Linked DNA regions of Arabidopsis thaliana: region 2 is linked to region 1. Evidence: chromatin contacts called from public capture Hi-C data. All regions are on one chromosome and are shown on one strand. The core of a region is the stretch at or near the end of the contact, and the rest is flanking DNA. Distances in the headings are between cores, read along the strand shown.

Region 1 (6,818 bases), core at 4,004-6,503:
ACATCATTGTTCTCATGGAAACGAAGTAAAGGAATGACATCGTCAGAGATATTTGCAGCGATGTAGGTTATGATAGGGTTGTAATGGTTCCTCCAAATGGTCTAAGTGGTGGAATTGCTTTAATGTGGAAAAGTAGTATTTCTGTATTCTGTTCTTTATCAATCCCCAAACCTTGTAGATACTTTTGTTAATATTAATGGATTTGGGTTCTATTTATCTTGTGTATATGGTCACCCAAATCCTATCCATAGACACTTGGTTTGGGAAAGATTAGAACGAACAGCAACACAAAGAACAGGTCCTTGGATGGCTATAGGGAACTTCAATGAAATACGAGGCAACCATGAGAAAAAAGGAGGCAACTTGAGGCCAGAAAGCTCTTTCTTTGATTTCAGGAAAATGATACAAACCTGTGACTTCCATGATCTCAAGTTTACAGGAGACCCTTTCTCTTGGGTCGGAAAACGACACACTCATGATGTTGCCTGCTGCTTGGATCGATCCTTGGTGAATAACGAATGGTTAACTCAATTTCCCGCATCCCACATGGAATTCCTTGAGTTAATAGAATCAGATCATCGACCAGTGATCACAACAATCACGAGCGATTTTGAGCAGAAGCATAACCAGTTCTGTTTTGATGGAAGAATGGTTGAGCGTGATGGGTTCAGTGATGCTGTCAGACGTGGGTGGAACCGGAGAATCTTTCACCAGGACGACAATCTACGATCACGACTCACTGCCTGCAGAAGAGAAATATCTCAATGGAAGAGGCGATATCGATCAAATGCCCAAGAAGATATAGCCCTTCTCAAAAACAGAATTGATAGAGCTCACTCTGATGGCACAACAACTCAACACATCCGAGAGCTCAGATTGCAGCTGTCGAAGGCTTATGCTGCTGAAGAAGAATTCTAGAGACTTAAGAGCCGGAAAACATGGCTGTCAGGTGGAGACCGTAACACAAAGTATTTTTTTGCCTCTGCAAAAACACGATCTGCACGAAATAGAATGTACTCTATCTTGGACGATGCGAATGTGGAACACAGAGGCAGTTCTAATATTGGGGAAGTGGCGCAACAATTCTTCACCAAGCTCTTTCGGAGTGACTTAACGACAAATAACAATCACTACTATGTTCTAAATGGCTTCCAACAACGAGTAACCGCAGATATGAATGCAGACCTAACAAAGAAGATTACCGAAGAGGAGGTTAAAGAAGCAGTCTTTTCTATAGGCGGAACTAAAGCCCCGGGGTCTGATGGATTCACTGGTGCATTTTATCACCATTACTGGGATGACATCAAACAATCTATCATGGCTGAGGTACATGACTTTTTTGAGAATGGCATTTTTGATAAATCCATGAACCACACAAACTTGTGCCTTATACCGAAACCAGCAAGTTCTCGTCTTCTGAGTGACTACAGACCGATTGCCTTATGCAACGTGAGCTACACAATTATTTCTAAGATTCTGGTGGCCCGTCTGAAGAAGCACCTTTCAAGTATTATCTCTGAGGAACAGGCAGCTTTTATTCCAGGGCGTGTAATCACGGACAATGTCATTATTGCTCATGAGGTTATCCACGCTCTTAAAGTGAAGAAAAGATGCTCAAATTCGTATATGGCCATCAAGACAGACATCACAAAGGCATATGATCGTCTCGAATGGGATTTCCTACAAGCCGCAATGTTCAAATTCGGATTTGACGTTCGTTGGATTGAATGGATTATGACTTGTGTCAGAACTCCAACCTTTTCGGTTAATATCAATGGTGCTCCTTATGGATTCATTCAGCCGGAACGAGGCATACGCCAAGGCGATCCCCTCTCCCCTTACCTCTTTATATTATGTGCTGAGGTACTAAGTCATATGATGAAAAAGGCAGAAACTCAAGGTCTCATCAAAGGAATCAAGATAAGTAATAAAAGTCCTCAAGTAAGTCATCTACTATTCGCAGATGACTCCCTGTTTTTCTGTCAAGCCAACATGAAATCGTGTCTTGCTATCAAGGATATTCTAACACAGTATGAAAGAGCTTCGGGACAAAAGGTCAATACCAGTAAATCAGCTCTTCATTTTGGAAAAAGGGTACAAGATACGACGAAGACGGCTATACGCAGAACTCTTGACATTCATAATGACGGGGGATGTAACAAGTATCTGGGATTGCCTGAGCAATTTGGAAGAAAGAAGATTGAGTTGTTCCAGTACATAGTTGAAAAGGTCAGAGAGAAAACAAAGGGATGGAGGAATAAATTCCTTTCTCATGGAGGTAAAGAAGTCTTGCTAAAAGCTATAGCCCTTGCTATGCCGGTATATTCGATGAACTGTTACAAGCTTCCCAAACACATATGTGAGGAGATTGAACGCATCATTTCACAGTATTGGTGGTGTACTCAACCGGAAGGAAACGCAATGCATTGGGTGGCTTGGGAGCGAATGAAATTTTCAAAAGAAGAAAGAGGACTCGGATTTCGGGATATTGGCAAATTCAATGATGCACTACTCGCTAAACAAGCTTGGAGAATCCTTCATAATCCTGAATGCTTAATGGCACGTGTGTTGCGGGGGAGGTACTTTCCTAATTCAAATGTTTTAGTCGCTTCAATTGGCTCACAAAGCTCCTTCGGATGGCAATCCCTACTGAAGGGCAGAGATCTATTAAAAAAAGGAATGCGCTACATAGTAGGAGATGGAACTTCGATTCAGCCTTGGGTGGATCCATGGCTGCCACTACACCCTCCCCGACCTCCGCGCCAACTTGATCACACTCAACCACAGTTTCAAACGCTTCAGGACTTTTTCCTCCCACACAAAACTGGATGGAATGAACGATTACTACAGGAACGAGTAGCACCAGAGGATATTCCGCACACCTTGGCTTTAAAGATTAGCCAGTCACAATCAAAGGATTATTTGGGATGGCATTACACAGATACGAGGCTTTACACAGTTAAATCGGGTTATTGGCTTGCAACACACCTCCACAGTGACGAACCACGAGCACTACCCCCAACAGGAGATCCACACCTGAAAAGAAGTATCTGGAAAACGACAACGACACCGAAGATTAAACATTTCCTCTGGAGAATGCTCTCAAAGGCACTTGCTACAGGAGAAGAACTCGAGCGAAGACACATCAATCCGGATAAGTACTGCAAACGTTGCGTCACAGAGACAGAAACTACAGATCACCTATTTTTCACTTGTCCTCACGCAATGCAAATCTGGAGAGCATCAACCATTCCGATTCAAGACCTTACAGACTCACGAGTAAGCTTAGAAACAAAGATGTCTATAATCTTCGAATGGCACAAGCAAAGCTCGAACAATCAGTTACAGGCACAACTTCCCTTCTGGATTTTATGGCAAATCTGGAAGAACAGAAACAAACTAATATTCGGGAGAGAAGCAAACACGTGGGAGAAAGATCTATCAAGCGCACATCACGATGCCGAAGAATGGAGTACTCTTGGAGATACACGTCGTCTTAGGAATTTCACTCTCCTACTGCGAATGGAAGTCGACGTATTCTTCACTGGAGACGGCCTGAAGCAGGCTGGATAAAATGTAACTATGATGGAAGCTACATACAACACCTTCAAAGAACATCAGCGGCCTGGATCATTCGCAATGAGTTCGGTCACTACAAAGGAGCAGGGAAGATTCAAGGTACACAAGCTACATCCGCACTAGAAGTTGAATGCAATTCACTGGTTTCAGCAATGCAACATTTATGGGCAAAAGGACACACTAAGGTTATATTTGAAGGCGACTGCAAAATTCTGGTGGACGTGTTACAAGGGAAGACAAAAAGATTCGATATTACAAACTGGCTGCACGAAATTCAAACATGGAAACGGAGATTCTCTGAAGTTCAATTTAGGTGGATACCAAGACAAGTGAACAGATCGGCAGATACATTGTCTAAGTATCACAACCAAAATGATCAAGGATATACTTTCTTCTATTTTGTACCCCGTTGTATTTCGGACTCATTACACTTTGAGTACATCTCATCAATATAATGTCATAAGTGTTAAAAAAACAAAAAAACTATACTAACACAAATTTTGTGTAAAAATACCAGTTGACTCTATATGTCGACATTTAATGTTTTAATCGTAAATATGGTAACTGCTCTAATAAGTCTGTCATTACAAAGAAAAAAAACTGTCACCACTATAAATATTATTATAGCAAAAAAATATGCAAAAAAAACCATAATTGATTTTTGAAGTTATAGATTTTTTTTATATATTTACGGTATAGTTTTTAGGTGTAAGGTTTAGTCTTTATGATATAAAAATTAGTTTTGAATATTAAATTTAGTTTTAGATTTGTGATATTTTTGAAAAATAAAATTAATTATAGTATTTTTTGGAAAAACTCATTTTAGTGGTATTTAAAAGAATTTCTAAAAACAATTGACAAAAAAAATTCAAATCTGTCATAATATGATTTTCCAAATAAAAAAACTGTTACAGTAGTTAGTATTATTCTATTAAAAAAATTATGAAAAAAGAAAATTATAAATCAGTCACCATAAGGATTTCAAATTACAAATCTGTCGTAACATAAAAAAAATTTAAGGTCATTCCAGTAATTTATTTTATTTTTTATTAAACCTGGCATCAAACCACAGATTTATGGTAATATAAATTTATCTGTCACAACATAAAATAACTCTGTCATAACACAAAACATTATATTTTAGAAAACAAATATGCCATCAAACGATAGATATTGTGTAAAATTACAAGAATCTGTTATAACATAAAACAAGTCTATCATAACATTAAAAAAATTGGTTATCGTTAGACCTCATTCTAGTAATTAATTTTGTGACAACAAATTTGTTACAATGTGACATATTTTTTTAACAAAATTATAAATCTGCCATCACTTAATGTGAAAATAATATATAAAAGTAAAATTTCATATATCTTTCCTATATATCACATGTTATTTAAAATAAATAAATTATTACTGTATATAAATTCCAAAATTGTATTGTGTATCAAAATATTTGGAAACAAATCAGAATAGATTTTGAATTGGATCCTAAAAAATCAATCCTACTTAAGATAGTAATAATAATAATAAATACTGCCTTATTATAAAATTAAGTTATAGTTGAATAACACACTCTCTGATGATAAATTGTTTACACGTAGGTTAACTAAAAAAGTTTTGTTACACGAATTTAGCCACACACACGTGTATTATATAAACACGAATACAAAGGAAGAAGAAGCAAAGAAAAAACAGCAAAGAGAAGTAGAGAACAAACTGAAAATGGAGATATGGTTACTTATCTTGGGCTCTCTCTTCCTCTCTCTCCTTCTCAATTTACTCCTCTTTCGCCGCCGTGACTCCTCCTCTCTTCCGTTACCACCTGACCCTAACTTCTTCCCTTTCCTTGGAACCCTCCAATGGCTCCGGCAAGGCTTAGGTGGACTCAACAACTATCTCCGCTCCGTCCACCACCGTCTCGGTCCCATCATCACCCTTCGCATCACTTCCCGCCCCGCTATCTTCGTCGCCGATCGTTCTCTTGCTCACCAGGCTCTCGTTTTGAACGGTGCCGTTTTCGCTGATCGTCCACCGGCTGCTCCGATCAGTAAGATTATTTCGAGTAACCAACATAACATCAGCTCTAGTTTATATGGAGCCACGTGGCGTCTTCTTCGCCGGAATCTCACTTCTGAGATTCTTCACCCCTCGCGCGTGAGATCTTACTCTCACGCGCGGCGTTGGGTTCTTGAGATTCTTTTTGATCGATTTGGTAAAAGCAGAGGTGAAGAACCGATTGTTGTTGTTGATCATCTTCACTATGCAATGTTTGCGCTTCTTGTTCTCATGTGTTTTGGAGATAAGCTTGACGAGAAACAAATCAAACAGGTGGAATATGTTCAGAGACGACAGCTTCTTGGCTTTTCCAGATTCAATATTCTCAATCTCTGGCCTAAGTTTACTAAATTGATTTTGCGAAAGAGATGGGAAGAGTTTTTCCAGATGCGGAGAGAGCAGCATGACGTTTTGCTTCCGTTGATTCGTGCTCGGAGAAAGATTGTTGAAGAGAGAAAGAATAGATCATCAGAGGAAGAAGAAGACAACAAAGTGTATGTACAATCATACGTTGATACTCTGCTTGAGCTGGAGCTTCCAGATGAGAAGAGGAAGCTGAACGAAGATGAGATTGTTAGTTTGTGTTCGGAGTTTCTCAACGGTGGGACTGATACAACGGCCACCGCGTTGCAATGGATCATGGCGAACTTGGTGAAAAACCCGGAGATTCAGAAGAGGTTATACGAGGAGATCAAAAGCGTAGTTGGGGAAGAAGCAAAGGAAGTAGAGGAAGAAGACGCGCAAAAGATGCCGTATCTAAAGGCAGTGGTGATGGAGGGTCTCCGGAGACATCCTCCGGGACATTTTGTACTCCCGCACAGTGTAACTGAGGACACTGTGTTGGGAGGATACAAAGTCCCGAAGAAGGGAACAATTAATTTCATGGTGGCAGAGATTGGGAGGGATCCAATGGTGTGGGAGGAACCAATGGCGTTTAAGCCAGAGAGGTTTATGGGAGAAGAAGAAGCGGTGGACATAACCGGAAGCAGAGGGATAAAGATGATGCCGTTCGGGGCGGGTAGAAGGATTTGTCCAGGGATTGGGCTAGCGATGCTGCATCTTGAGTACTATGTGGCGAATATGGTGAGGGAGTTTGAGTGGAAAGAGGTCCAAGGTCATGAAGTGGACTTGACGGAGAAGTTTGAGTTTACCGTAGTCATGAAGCATTCGCTTAAGGCTCT
Region 2 (6,228 bases), core at 3,454-5,953, 180 kb before region 1:
ACTGAGATCTTTACCTTTAGTATACACCAAACTCAGATCATGTGATCCTTTTATGTACCTTAGCAGCCACTTGACTGCTTCCCAATGAACTGATCCTGGTATACTCATGAAACGACTGACTAGTCCTATTGCATAGGCTAAGTCTGGTCTAGTGCTGATCATCGCGTACATTACACTTCCAACAGCACTTGAGTATGGAGTTTTAACTGTATCTATGCACTCTGAATCGTCCTGCACAGATGCAAGTTTAAAATGATTTTGAATAACCATCTGCAACTGATCACCTTTCTGTCCTTTGGTCTGTCAACAAGTTCCCAAGTACCATTCTTTGCTAAAGAATCCATTTCTTCACCGATAGCTCCATTCCATAGCTCCCAGTTTTCATCCTTTTGAGCATCATGAAGACATTGTGGTTCTTCTTCCACATTCAGTATCTCATATGTCATTAACGCAAATGCAAATTGAGAATAGTCCTTCATTTTAACCGGAGCTACGATCTGTCTGCGAGTTCTGTCTCTTGCAAGTTGGTAATTTGTCAACCCACTTGGTTCATGTGACTGATTAACTGCAGTTTCTGCAGGTTCTTCAGAATCTTCTTCAGATTCACTTTCACTGACTTCTACCAGCTCAGTAGTTACTCCACCTTGCTTAGAACTGACTCGCTTCTTAACCAATTCTGAAATAACATCAGAATTTGATGTTGATGCTTCAGCGTCTTCTGCTACTACATCATTCACATCTTTGTTCAGGTCTTTGTAGACCATATCTTCTCGAAATATCACATTTCTACTTATCACGCATTTTCTTTCATCAAGCAGCCATATCTTGTAACCTTTTGTGCGAGCAGGGTAACCTAAGAACACTCCTTTAAATGCTCTTGGCTTCAGCTTTCCTTGATCATGATGAACATATGCGATTGATCCAAATCTCTTCAAGTGTTTGTATCCCGGCTTTCTGTTTAGCCATAGTTCTTCAGGAACATTATGATCAATGGCTGAGGCTGGAGATCTGTTAATGATGTATGCAGCAGTTGCAGCTGCTTCAGCCCAGAAACTCTCATCCAGACCTGACTCATTCAGTAAACATCTCACTTTCTTCATGATCGTCCTGTTCATTCTCTCTGCAACACCATTTTGCTGTGGTGTGTACACACACGTCCTGTGTCTTCCAATACCATGAGTCTTGCAGTACCTGTCAAACTTAGTATTGCAAAATTCCAACCCATTATATGTTCTCAAACACTTAATCTTTCTATCCACCTGATTCTCTACAAGTTCTTTCCATTCACAAAACTTATCAAAAGTTTCATCCTTAGTCCTAAGGAAATATAACCATACTTTTCTAGTCTTATCATCTATGATAGAGAGAAAGTATTGTTTACCTGATAAGGAGGGTGATACATTTGATGATCCCCAGAGGTCTGCATGAACATAGCTTAGTGCTTCCACAGCATCATGTTTTCCCACATTGAAACTCAGTCTCTTGGACTTTCCCATTACACAATGTTCGCAGAAATCCAAATCCTTGATTTCTTTACCGTTCAATAGACCCTTACCAGCAAGAAATTTCAGGTTATTTAAACTCATGTGGCCTAACCTGCTATGCCACAATGATGTTTTACTCTGTGATTCCACAGCTGCACAATTTTCAGTCATCACCGTCTCACCATCAAGAATATACAGACCGTTGACTAAGCTTCCACACAAAGCAGTAACCTGATTCTTAAAGTATCTCACTTTTCCTGCTCCACCTTCATGTTGATACCCTAACTTGTCAAGTGTCCCTATGGAGATGAGATTCCTTCTCAGGTTTGGCACATACTTGACATTGTTTAGAATCTTTATAGATCCTCCATGTGTGTTAACTCTGATGGAACCTTGGCCTTGCGATTCAACTAAGTGATCATCTCCGAGTAGTATGGTTGTAGATCCATTTTCCTGAAAATCACAGAACCAGTCTCTTCTTGACGTCATGTGTGAAGTACATCCTGAGTCCAAAACCCATAGATCTTTAACCAACTGATCATTCACACTTAGTGCTTCAGAGAAAAAAAGTTTCTCTATGATGACACCAGCTTCACCAGGACCTTCTGTTTCCATTTTCTTCTTTCTAGCAAAACAGTCTTTCTTAACGTGACCTTCTTTCTTGCAAAACCAGTAGGTTACTCTTGTTTTAGAGTTTGATCTGCTTCTTCCTCTGCCTTGACCACCCTTCTGATTGTTTTGATTGTTCTGATTGTTTCTCACTAGTGGTCTACCTCTTTCAGTAGTATACAAGACCGTTGAGGAGCTTCTTTCAAGATCTAGAGATTCATTTAGCTCTCTCTCCAACGACTTAGCAGAGGAGATTACATCCTGCAGAGACAAAGCTTTGTTCCCATACTTCAGGGTATGCTTTAACTGAGAGTATCTTGATGACAATCCATTCAAGAACAATATTGCACGAACTTCTTCACCTACCACAATCTCAAGACTGCTTAGCTCGACAACTATCTTCAAGAATTCATTCACATTCTCATTAATTGACATTGTGTCATTCATCTTGAATGAGTAAAACTTAAGCTGCACATATATTCGATTTGGTAACGATGTTTCCATATACAGCTTATTCAAGGTTTCCCACATCTCTGCAGCAGACTTGCAGTGGTCAATTTTCCTCAGAACAACATCACCAACGTGAGCGATAATCACATTCATTGCTTGTTCTGATTTCTCCATCTTTACAAGATCAGGTACTTCCTTAGTCTGTGATGACTATGATCCATCATCATCACCTTCCTCAACCTTCTTTCCTTCACTTTTCGTAAGCGGAACAACTTTCGTCAATGTGAAATCATCGATCACTCCTTTAAGCCCAGCCAAGCCGAGATGTGCTTTCATCCTTGTCTTCCATAGCGAGAAGTCTGAGTTCTCGTTAAAGACTTGAAACGAAGCCTTTAAACCTGAATTCAAGTTCGCTTTGCTCGTCATCGCCATTAAAGAACCTTAGGCTCTGATACCAATCTGTTACAATCCGATGACTCAAAGATCGATTCAACACAACTCGATTCAATCACAACACAACTCGATCAAGCTTCAATTCGCGGAACACTCAATAGATCGATCAAGAACATAATCAAACAAAGAACGAAACGAACACACAATTGTTTACCCAGTTCAGATCACCGGTGTGATGATCCTACATCTGGGGCCGGATTCAATCCAGCAATCCACTATGAATCAATATTTACTCAAGCTCAAAACCCAGAGCTCAAGATCGTGTTACAAAGGAAAAGAATTGAGATAAGAATTTTCTGTTGCAACAAACAAAGGAAGAAGAAGACTATTTATAACAGAGTCCAAGTCAAACCCTCTAATACCAAGAGAGTCTCTTCAATCTTCTACTGAACTCAAACCGATTTCTCCTTTCTCCTTAAACCAATACCAAACTGGCATTGAACCGTGATCCAACAACTAACTGATTAAACCAAGTCGACATCAGGCTAAACCAAAAGTTTGAATCACACCTTTACATCATTCTCTTTATTTTCTTTTGATTGGGAATTTAATTTTGCAAGATCTGTATTCTTTTTTTCTACAAAAAATAAATTTATACCGTTTAGGTATGTTGGTAATGGAGTTATTATATATATCTAAAAAGCCATTTGAATATGCATCATTTTTGTTTTAATAGTCGTATAGGTCATTATGTATCAATGGTCGAAATGAGCTTCTTTATATAGATGAATGAAAAGTGCTCAAGAAGTTTCGATTTTTGGCCAAAAAACTCCAAATAGTTTTCCAAATATTTGAAAATACAATATTTGATTTTTCATATTTTGATTTTTTGTATTAGTAATTGAATATTGTCTACATTCTAACATTCATGGTCAGATTTATGAATGACCAAGTATCACAATCTCAAAAAAATAGCAGAACTATGGAATAAAATATAAGATTTTTTTTTACGTAAAGGAATATTCCATAAATAATGATTTTAGATGTAGTAATTAGTTGAGAAAAGATATGTTTTTATAAAAAAAAATAGAACTAATGTCTTTATTGGGTTTAGTAATTTATACTGTCATAATTTATTTAGAAAACAAATGGTTAAATAACAAAACCATTTGATTAGCAAATATTAGTTTGTCATATCTATATAAGGTTGATATATTTACAAAATTAATCATTTAATTTCGTTTGAAATTTTTTAGTAAGAAAAACCAATTACGGAAGATCCAATTGAAGATTTCCGGATCAAAATATAAAAAACGACCCGATTAGATTAGCAATTTTGTACTTCAAAAAAGTTATGTAGATATGCACTTGTACTTTTAAGTTTCAGGAATTTTGGATTTACAAAACCAAACTAGTTATATGTAGTTGTGCATAGTTAAACACGCTCAATTTAATTCTGAGATATATATCAGTTTCTTTTGAATCAATTAGACAACGTCGACACAAAATTTAAAAAATCGACAGGAGTTCTTAAAAATAATTTTCAAATTTTCAATTGAATTCTACACAAAATCGAGAAAAAGTAACTGATTTCAACATACAAAAATTCAGAATCGTATGCAGTTGTATTCAAGTTGTACTCAAATAGATTACTAAGAGATCAGAAAATATAAGCCTGAGAAAGAAAAATATTTAATGATACTGTTACTAATCACAATATAAATTGGACTACCGTTTTACAAGGAAGGGCTTCTGAGAGTTTGCTCCTCACGTGCTTCTTGCCTAAAACGGAACTGTGTCGTTTTAGATCTAGTTCTAGTGTTAGAACACTTGAGGAAAACTTGGGAACAAAGATCACTAGATTCGTGTCTTCTTGTTGTACAAGCCTATGATAGAACCTGATTCTAGACTTATAGTGGGTTCTTGCTCATTTACGTTCTCTGCAATTCTCTGTTTCTTGTTCTGTTTTCAAGTCCTCTTCAAAGTTCTTTACAAACGAGTGCTAATCGAAAAGAGATAGTGAGTTTTATAAACTCTATACCTCACACTGAATAATTTGGATTCTGAATGTTTTTTTTGAGTCTTTGAAATTGTTCTGTTTATTGGTATAATTTCAGTGAAGTATTAAAGATTCAGTGAGATTGACGTTAACTTATAACTTGTTGTTGCTTTTGTATTTTGACATGTTTCAGAACATGGTATCGTCTCGGGCCGTTGTGATGGCCATTATGGTATTGGTCACAGTGCAGTGGTTGGTTTTTGCTGAAGGTTATCCGGAAGAAGACTTGGTGGCCAGGCTACCTGGTCAACCAAACGTCGGGTTCAGACAATTTGCTGGATATGTCGATGTGGACTCGGAAAATGGTCGTAGTCTTTTTTACTACTACGTGGAGGCTGTAAAAGAACCTGACACTAAGCCCTTAACCCTTTGGCTCAATGGAGGTCTCTGTTTCTGCATAGCCTTTAAGCTACTTCCTTAGTTATAAATGTTTGAGTTAAAAGTTTATATTTGAGGTTTGTAATGCAGGTCCAGGTTGTTCTTCAGTTGGTGGAGGAGCTTTCACTGAGTTAGGTCCATTTTATCCTACGGGCGATGGCCGTGGCCTTCGCTTGAACTCCATGTCTTGGAACAAAGGTTTGTTTTTGACAATTTTATGCAAAAAGCAGAGAACTATGTGATTCTACGTTTGTGATGCTGTTGTCTCTTATTGCGTATGTGTAGCTTCGAACTTGTTATTTGTGGAGTCACCAGCCGGAGTAGGATGGTCATACTCTAACAGAAGTTCGGATTACAACACTGGGGACAAGTCTACTGGTAAAGTATATATCCCATTTTTTCAGATTATATTAGAACACTGTTGTATCTTGACATGTTTTTTGTATTTGAACAGTCAATGATATGCTTGTGTTCTTGTTGAGATGGTTCAACAAGTTCCCAGAGTTGAAGTCTCGCGACCTCTTTCTCACTGGCGAAAGCTACGCAGGTGTGTCTTTTATTATTCTGATTCTTAGTTTATGAAATGGCTATGTGAGTAACAATGTTGGTGGTTATGTGTTTGATGATGTTACTTGTCAGTTTTACTTTTATCTAACCAATGTTTGATTTGATTCTCTCGCAGGGCATTACATACCTCAACTGGCTGATGTGATACTCAGCTACAATTCACGCTCAAGTGGGTTCAAATTTAACGTCAAAGGCATTGCAGTAAGCAAAAGAACCTTCTTCTTAAAGTTTCATCAACTCTTTTGGCTCTCTTCTGATTTTTTTTTGTGTTTTTTTTTTTGATACGAG

The links. Capture Hi-C pulls out chosen DNA fragments and counts their contacts.
Region 2: a contact with region 1 is called in a capture Hi-C map of seedling, with 2.5 times the contacts expected there. The contact joins the promoter of SCPL43 here to the promoter of AT2G12190 in region 1.

What each region holds. Positions count from the first base shown.
Region 1 is chr2:4,891,832-4,898,649 of TAIR10.1, reverse strand. AT2G12190 (Cytochrome P450 superfamily protein) reads left to right here and starts at 5,253. Exons shown (of 1, transcript NM_126878.2): 1 at 5,253-6,818. The coding sequence starts at 5,305. It also overlaps the pseudogene AT2G12195.
Region 2 is chr2:5,071,131-5,077,358 of TAIR10.1, reverse strand. SCPL43 (serine carboxypeptidase-like 43) reads left to right here and starts at 4,703. Exons shown (of 11, transcript NM_001335381.1): 1 at 4,703-4,955; 2 at 5,129-5,378; 3 at 5,464-5,571; 4 at 5,659-5,751; 5 at 5,828-5,920; 6 at 6,056-6,141. The coding sequence starts at 5,132. It also overlaps the pseudogene AT2G12490.